Regions from separate parts of the Arachis hypogaea genome. Here region 1 is linked to region 2. A link is a contact called in public Hi-C data. All regions are on one chromosome and are shown on one strand. The core of a region is the stretch at or near the end of the contact, and the rest is flanking DNA. Distances in the headings are between cores, read along the strand shown.

The links. Hi-C and Micro-C count contacts between places; a contact is called where the count stands out from the background.
Region 1: a Hi-C map of leaf shows a contact between it and region 2, with 2.2 times the contacts expected there. The contact joins the promoter of LOC140183188 here to the enhancer-like site in region 2. A contact is called at or near these places in 2 of 8 Hi-C or Micro-C datasets (both in leaf).

What each region holds. Positions count from the first base shown.
Region 1 is chr20:120,248,710-120,252,988 of arahy.Tifrunner.gnm2.J5K5, forward strand. LOC140183188 reads left to right here and starts at 2,479. Exons shown (of 1, transcript XM_072231209.1): 1 at 2,479-3,186. The coding sequence starts at 2,479. The coding sequence ends at 3,186.
Region 2 is chr20:120,155,705-120,160,120 of arahy.Tifrunner.gnm2.J5K5, forward strand. It overlaps the pseudogene LOC112786237. Among protein-coding and RNA genes, the nearest start is that of LOC140183186, 14 kb to the left of the region's middle. Within about 2 kb of position 2,582, at least 3 of the 3 cell types and tissues checked have open chromatin away from gene starts, as enhancers often do.

The DNA of each region.
Region 1 (4,279 bases), core at 1,229-3,728, 93 kb after region 2:
ATATGTGTTAAAAAATTTTGTCAGGAGGAAGGAGAAGAGCTGAATAAGGGAAAGGGTGCCACCCAAAAATTGGCACCCACGGAGGGATGAAAATGATGATGCGAAATTGTCAGAGTTTGGGGAAACCCCTGCCAGTTCACAACATCAAAAGGATATCTAGATCCCATTCCCCTGAGGTATTATTTCTTTATGATACAAAAAATAATACATTGATAGTGGAGAGAGTGCTACGGAGGGAAGGCTTCAAAATTTTTTTTACAGTTGATCCAATAGGGCTGTCTGGAGGATTAGTAGTGGCATGGAAGGATGAAGTGCGGGTTCACATCGTAGAACATGACCAGTTCTATGTCTATTTTTCTATAGAGGACCAACAAGCGGATTTAAAATGGAATATAATAGGAGTTCATTTGCTGACAAATGAGACAAGTAGAAGGGATCAATTTGCAAAACTACTGCAGATAATAGAAGGAGAAAGTGAAACACTGGCAAGAATAGGAGACTTTAATGCAATTAAAAATCAAGAGAAAAAGGAGGGAGGAAGACAAAAATCCAGCAATTCAATACAACAGTTTCGAAATTTCATCAATGAAGGAAGGCTAGTAGACATTGGTTATGAGGGAGATAAATACACTTGGAATAATTGTCAATTCGAAGAGAATCATATAAAGGAGAAATTAGACAAAGCTCTTGTTACAAATGAGTGGAGAAGTGAATTTCCAGTAACCACCCTTGCACACTTATCCAATTCGGGTTTGGACCATAAGGCCATCATTCTCAACACAGGTGGTGGAGAAAGGAGGGTAAAGAGGAGGTTAAGGTTTCAAGAAAGATGGTGTGAAAATAAAGAGGTGATTAGTTTAATTAAACAGGCATGGATAACAATATTCATGAGTCTCCAATGTTTAAGCTAGCTGGAAAGCTGAACTGTTGTAGACATTCAATTGTACAATGGCAGCAGCACTCAGAATCTAATTCAAAGAAGAAAATTCAGATTCTCAAGAATTGGATAGAATAAAAAATGCATAAAGGAGTTCAGGCAGATGGAAATGCTATCCGGATCTTAGAAACTGAACTAGAGGAGGCTTTGGAGAAAGAAGAACGATATTGGAGGGAGAAATCTAGGGTGTAATGGCTCAACTGGGGTGATAAAAATACAAAATTTTTTCATTCTAAGTTTCAAACGAGGAACCGAAAAAATAGAATTAAGGAGTTGGAGGACGAGGAAGGAAATATGGCAAAGGAACCGGCAGAAAATCGCAGAAGTTGCACAGAAATTCTTTGAAAACCTATTCACAACAAGCTGTCCTAGAGATCCGACTGTAAAATTGGATGGAATACGCCAAAAAATAAATGCAGCAACTAATAGAATGTTGTGTAGGCCAGTGACTAAAGAGGAAATTAAAGTAGCAGTCTTCTCCATCAATCCTTTTTCGGCTCCAAGAGATGATGGATTCACAGCAAAATTTTTTCAATTCTTTTAGAGTACAATCAAGGGAGATGTGACAGCGGCTGTTAGAAGCTTTTTCTACGGAGGTAAAATTTTGAAAGCTTTTAATCATACTTACATATGTCTCATACCTAAAGTGTCGGGCACTAATTCTATGAAACAAGTTAGACCGATTAGTCTTAGCTCTGTCTTCTATAAGATCATATCTAAAATTCTGGTTCACAGGCTTCAATCAGTTATGAATAGACTGATCAGTGACTCTCAAAGTGCTTTTATAAAGGGTAGGTTGATTAGTGACAATGTCCTAATTACACACGAACTCATGTATTTTCTCCAAAATAAAGGTATGGAGATTATGATTTGGTATTAAAGCTGGATATGAGCAAGGCTTATGATAGGATGGAATGGAGTTTTGTTTGGAAGGTGAAGAAGAAGCTAGGGTTTTGTGATCGATGGATGAAATGGAATGAGGAACTTGTGACGACGGTATCTTACTCTATTACTATGGATGGACAACCTCATGGTTATTTTAAACCATGTAGAGGAATACGACAAGGTGATCCCTTATCTCCCTACCTATTTTTGTTTTGCATAGAGGGACTCTCCTCTCTGCTCCACAGAGAAGAACAGAGGCTGGAAATAAACTCAGTCAGAGGTGTCCGATAATCAATTATCTTTTCTTTGTAGACGATTCAATCCTCTTTAGCAAAGCTTCAGAAGCAAAGTGCCAGAGATTACTACAGGTCTTGCAGAACTATGAAGAAATTAACAGCCAAAGGGTAAACTTGGACAAATTATCAGTCTTCTTTAGTAAGTACACACCAATTCTAGTCTGAGATCATTTGGCAGAAATTCTCCTTGTCCCTCATGTTGGCAATCAAAACAAATATTTGGGTTTACCGGCAGTGATTCAGAGATCAAAGAAAGCTACGTTTAACTACATTAAAGATAGGGTGTGTCAGAAGCTCAGCCACTAGAAGAGGGCCCTATTATCTTCTAGTGGACGGGAAGTGCTTATTAAAGCGGTGGCAATGGCGATATCGATATACACCCTAAGTTGTTTCAAGTTACCAGAAACAGTAATTGAAGAGATTCAGCGAGCCATACTTCAATTTTGGTGGGGGCAGAAAAGGTCAGAAAACAGGATGCAGTGGATCAGATGGAGGATTTCTTGCAGACTAAAAATGCAAAGGGGTCTCAACTTTAAAGATTTGAAGGCTTTTAACCTTGCCATACTCACAAAGCAAGGTTGGAAGTTAGTTTCCAGACCTAATTCTCTCATCAATAAAGTGTTTCAAAGCAAATATTACAGATATTCAAACTTCCTAAGAGCAGAGGTTGGACATAACCCATCATGGGATTGGAGGAGTATTATCGAGGGGAGAAAGGTGCTAAAAAAAGGCATACTATGTGAAGTAGGAAGGAGAATTAACATTAGAATCCGAGAAGACTCATGGGTGAAGGATTATGTTTCAATTACTCCTATTACTACCACTGCAATGACTGTTAATCTAGAATGGGTTTCACAATTACAGAATTCAAACAAAACATGGAATCAGAACTTAATTCAGACCAATTTCAATCTAGACATAGCTACAGCAATACTTAACACTCCAATTCATGAATCAGAGGATAGAGTTACCTGGATGATGGAAAAAGGGGGCGACTTCACTGTTGCTTCGGGATACAAAATAGCCTTTAATTTCTACCACCCACCAATTGAATACCTACCAGAATAATGCAAAAGAAAATAATTATGGAGGAGCGTATGGAAAATTAATTGTCAACTGAAAATAAAGAATTTACTTTGGAAACTGATGCATGGAGGACTCCCTGTGAAAGCAAGATTGAATGCCCGAATACAATCCATCGAATGTAATACCCGGTCTAACTGAAATTAATTAAATAATAAGTTAAATAGGAGCGAATACGGTTGGAAGATTTGGCAATTGGAATTTGATGATTTAAATATAATATTTGGATTCAGTGAATTTTTCTGAGTCGGAAGACATAGTTTTCTGCGTAAAAGCGCGTAGTGAAATTTTGACCGGCAGTACCGGCTGAGACCTGTCTGGTACTGCAGTTGAGAAAATTGATTATGAGTAAGTAGGATTAAGAAATGAGGAATTATAATTAGGGGAGGTAGAAATATTTGAAGTGCGATTTAGAGCGCTAATCTTAAAGGTTTTGGTCCAAAAATTGGGCCAACGGACAAAAATAAGTGAACCGGGCCTAAGTGGGCCCAAGACCCAACATATATAAACATTAGTTATGAGCATTTCAGCTCATTTTGCCCTAAAGAAGGGGTGTTGGGCGCTGAAATTGGGAAGAGAGAAGAGAAGAGAGAAAACTTAACTCTCTTTGATCTTCAAACCACCATAACTTGAGCTACGGAGCTCCGATTGACGAGCCGTTTGCGGCCACGCATCGCTCTTCTCATCCTCTACAATTATATTTAAGTTTGGTGGTGAGTATTCTATTCATCTCTGCCCAATTTTCGAAATTTTCCACTGTTACACGTTTTTGGGTAGTTAGTGTTGAAATCTTGTGATTTTGGGTGTTTAGGGATACTCCAACATGGATTCTAAGTAGGTTCTATCCCTACTTCATATGGGCTGAGGTAAGAAGTGCTCAAACCCTTGTAATTTGTCATTTTTATGAGCCCTAAGTTGATGTATGTATGTGATATTGGTTATGTTAGTGTATTTGGTGATGTTGGTGCACAATTGGGAGATTGGTATTGCTTGAGGAGCTTTGGTAAGGCTTGGAGCTAAGGTTGGTGAAGAATTCCAAAGAAGAGGCTCAATTGGTTTGGCTACAAGAGGTACGGTT
Region 2 (4,416 bases), core at 1,332-3,831:
GTTGGGGGCATAATGGTAAAAACGGAAGCCGTCATTTAAAGAGAGGCACCGTTCCCAATGTAACTAATCCCCGCGTATGAATACACAAATCCCTAACGGACGCGATATTTGATTAGACGCGATTGTTGAAAATTTTTAAAACACGTCGGTTCTGAAACATCACGTCGGTTCCTTATCAGGTCGGCTACGATCCTGAGTTACATACTTGACCCTAACTCTTATAAGAAATTGGGCTCGAGTAGGGGCACTGTTCATACCCTGGCCCAACGCTACGGCCCAGGACCAAACGAAAGGCTCAATCCTTTGCCCAATCCAAAGGATTGAGCCTCACCCTACGCCGACCTCTGACCTACTAAGTCGGTGCTTGTCACGACTTGCTCTAAAGAAGTCGGGAACGAAGATTAGCTGGCAGATAAACACTCAGTCAAATGAGTAACTGCCCCTAAAATCTCTCTACCCACTTCCAGGAGCCATATTCCAACTTCCCTAAGATAAAGGGACGGTTATTCCTCCTTAGATGGTGGAACTACTCCAACTATGGTTATGGGTTCACCACTATAAATACCCTGACATCCCTCAGGTATCACTAAACCCAATACTCTCTAAACCTGCTTATTCCCTTGCTAATTTAGGCATCGGAGTGTCTTTGTAGGTACCACCCCCCACTCATTCATACTCACAAGTCGACGGAGGCCTAAGGATGTGATTCTCTTCAAAGGCTCCCCCTTTTTGGCGATTGGGCCAACCCAACGAGTCCAGCCCATTAATCTCCGGTTGCCCACCGTAACAAGTGGTATTGCTGCTCTTTTACTACCTAATGGGCGCACTGCTCATTCGAGGTTCAGGATACTACTTAATATTAACGAATACTCTGTTTGCAGTATTAAACAAGGTTCATCATTAGCCCGTCTGATTTGCAAGGCAAAACTTATCATATGGGATGAGGCTCCAATATTGAGTAAGTACTGTTACGAAGCTTTAGACAAGTCGCTGAAGGATGTCTTGAGGTTTGAAACTAACTACAATCAAGATGAATCTTTTGGTGGTAAGGTTGTGGTATTAGGTGGTGATTTTAGACAAATTCTACCCGTCATTCCTATGGGTTCACATCAAGACATCATTCAAGCATCAATAAACTCATCATCTCTATGGAATTGATGCAAAGTATTGAAACTCACCAAGAACATGAGGCTTAATAGCGGGATAAACTTACTACACCAGGTAGAAGTCGATGAATTATCAAAACGGATTCTCTTGATTGGAGATGGTTTAACTAGTGACTTAACAGATGGTGAATCTGAGGTATTGATTCCAAATGAGTTAATCATACCTGATGAAGACAATTCTTTCGAAAGGTTGGTACGATTTGTTTATCCAGATTTATTGTCTGGATGTAAAGAACCTGATTATTTCAAGGAACATACCATCTTTGCACCTACGTTGGAAGTAGTGAATGAGGTAAACAACATCACGATGGAATCACTACCAGGTGAGGAAAGGATTTACTTGAGTTCTGATTCATTATGTGTAGAGGAGGGTAACATGGAGGCTGAGTTGGATACATTTAGTACGGATGTTTTGAATGCAATAAATTGCTCAGGGATACCTCCACATAAATTAAAACTAAAACCTGAAGTACCTATCATGCTTCTTAAAATTATTGACCAATCAAATGGTCTTTGCAATGGTACCAGGTTACAAGTCAAAAGGATGGGCAAGCATGTTATTGAGTGCATGATTTTGACCGAAAATAAATTAGATCAGGTTGTATTGATACCTCGAATGAACATGATTCCAAATAATGAGACTCTACCATTTAAATTTCAACGAAGACAATTTTTTATGATGGTTTCTTTTGTCATGACAAGACAAATTCTTACCAGGGTTGAATTGTTTTTATAGAAGCCAATTTTCACACACGGACAACTCTATGTTGTATTATCAAAGATTAAGTCAAAAAATGAAATTAGGTTACTGATTCAGAATAAAATGGGGATGAACTCAAACTCTACCATTAATATTGTGTATCGCGAGCTGTTTAATAATCTTCATTCATAAAGGTTGTACTCTAAAAAATATCTTTTTAATTGTACCATTTGTTTAATCTATTTTGTATCAAACAACCAATAATAAACCATATTTAGCTTCAGTTTTCTTGATTTATGGCCGTACATGATACGGGCTATTTCACTAGTACTTATCTAAAATGATCAAGATATTTCACAATATACTTGTCTATTGAAATTTTCTTCTTCACCGTCTTGAAAAAAATAAACCTGCAACTCCAAAGAACAAGAAACCTTCAAATGAAAAAAAAAAAACGGTGGTGAAAAGAAAGGCATGCCAGGAAGAGAGTTAACCAATTTATTAGCCTTTCAGCTTCTGAATGATGAGTGAGATGAGAGAGTGTCAATGTGCATCTGGAGTCACGGACCACACAGCGCTCCTCGCATGCACGCCACGGGAACATTCCAACAAATCGGTATTATTGATTTCCATCTGAGCTCCCAGCCAAGATCTTCGATCCAACGGTTGCTGGCTACCCTACTCCCTCTCTTTTCACGCGGGGCCTCTCTTTATCTCTCTCGTCACGTGTCACTTCCCATCAAATCGTTACTCTCATCTTTCTAAGCTGATCCTAGCCGTTGATTGTTGATCCAACACTTCCTGATTATTCTTCCTCTTCACTTCGTCAACGATTTCCTACAAATCGACGGTAACGTCAAGGCCTGGTCAGCCGTCGTCAGCCACTTCGCTTCTTACAATGACAATGGCCCTGCCGAGGCTTTCCGTCTTTTCAAGGGCATCACCCGCCGTCTCCGAAAACTCTACAGTGGCGACGTAGTCGCCGCAGCATCAATGCCTGACATTGCTGCACTCAATCCGGTGCTTAATTCCTATGCCAATTTGGGTGACTCTAACATGTTCTTGCAGGTATTCGATGAAATGCCTCAATACGACGTCGTTCCTGATGCATTCAGTTACAACATTTTGATGAAGCTGTGTTGTAGAACTGGTAGGAAGCACTTGCTTGTTTATGTTTTGGAGAGGATTCTTCAATTAGGGATTCCATTTTGTGTCACAATTTTGCATTGCATTGTCGCCTCTTATGTTGATCTTGGCGATTTAGAAACTGCTGAGAGATTAGTTCTGGCAATGAGGGAAGGAAGAAGGGATCTTTCTAGGATAATAAGGGAAAGAGAAAGAGAAATTGAGTTGAATTTAGAAGAATTAAATGAGAGTGATGATAATGATGCCGACGTTGACGCTGAGAATGTTTTTGCGAAATTGCTTCCGAATTTCATGGAATCTAACGGTTGCAATGATTTGCCGTTGTTGCCAAAAGCTTATGCTCCAAATACTAGAATGTACACCACCCTGATGAAAGGTTATATGAAAGCTGGGAGGGTTACTGATATTGTGAGGATGCTAGAGGCAATGCGCCGGTAGGACGATGCTGGTAGCCATCCTAATCATGTTTCTTATACCACCGTGGTTTCGGCACTTGTGAAGGTTGGTTACATGGATAGGGTTCTTTCTGAAATGATGAGGATTGGCGTGGCGGTGAATCGAATAACATATAATGTTCTTCTTAAGGGTTATTGCAATCAATTTCAGATAGATAAAGCAAGAGAGTTGATTAAGGAGATGGTTGATGATGGAGGTATTCAGCCTGATCTGTCGTCCTATAACATACTGATTGAATGGGTGCATATTGGTTGATGACAGTGTTGGGGCTCCCGGCTTCTTCAATGAAATGAGAACAAGAGGGATAGCTCCCATCAAGAATAGTTACACAACACTGATGAAAGCTTTCGCATTCTTTGACCAGCCGAAGCTGGCTCACAAGGTCTTTGATGAAATGTTGAATGATCCTCGAGTGAAGGTGGATGTGATCACATGGATCATGTTTGTTGAAGGGTATTTCAGGTTGAGTTTGGTTGAAGAAAGCAAAGAAAGTAATTCAAAAGATGAAGGACGAGGGGTTCCACCCTGATGTGGGAACTTACGAAAGCTTTGCAAATGGAATCGCATTGGCAAGAAGGCCAGGAGAAGCACTTTTGCTTTGGAATGAAGTGAAGGAGAGGTGGGAGATGGTAAAAAATGGTTCAAAACATAATTCTTGTGTTCCTCCTTTTAAGCCAGATGAAGGGTTTTTAGATACCTTGGCTGATATATGTGTGAGGGCTGCATTCTTTAGAAAGGCTTTGGAGATTGTGGCTTGCATGAAAGAAATTGGTATATCCCCAAAAAAGACCAAGTTCACTAGAATCTATGTGGAGATGCATTCAAGAATGTTCACCAGCAAGCATACTTCAAGGGCAAGGCAAGACAGGAGAATAGAGAGGAAAAATCTGCTGAGGCTTTTAAGTTTTGGCTTGGTTTGCCAAATTCTTATTATGGAAGTGAGTGGAG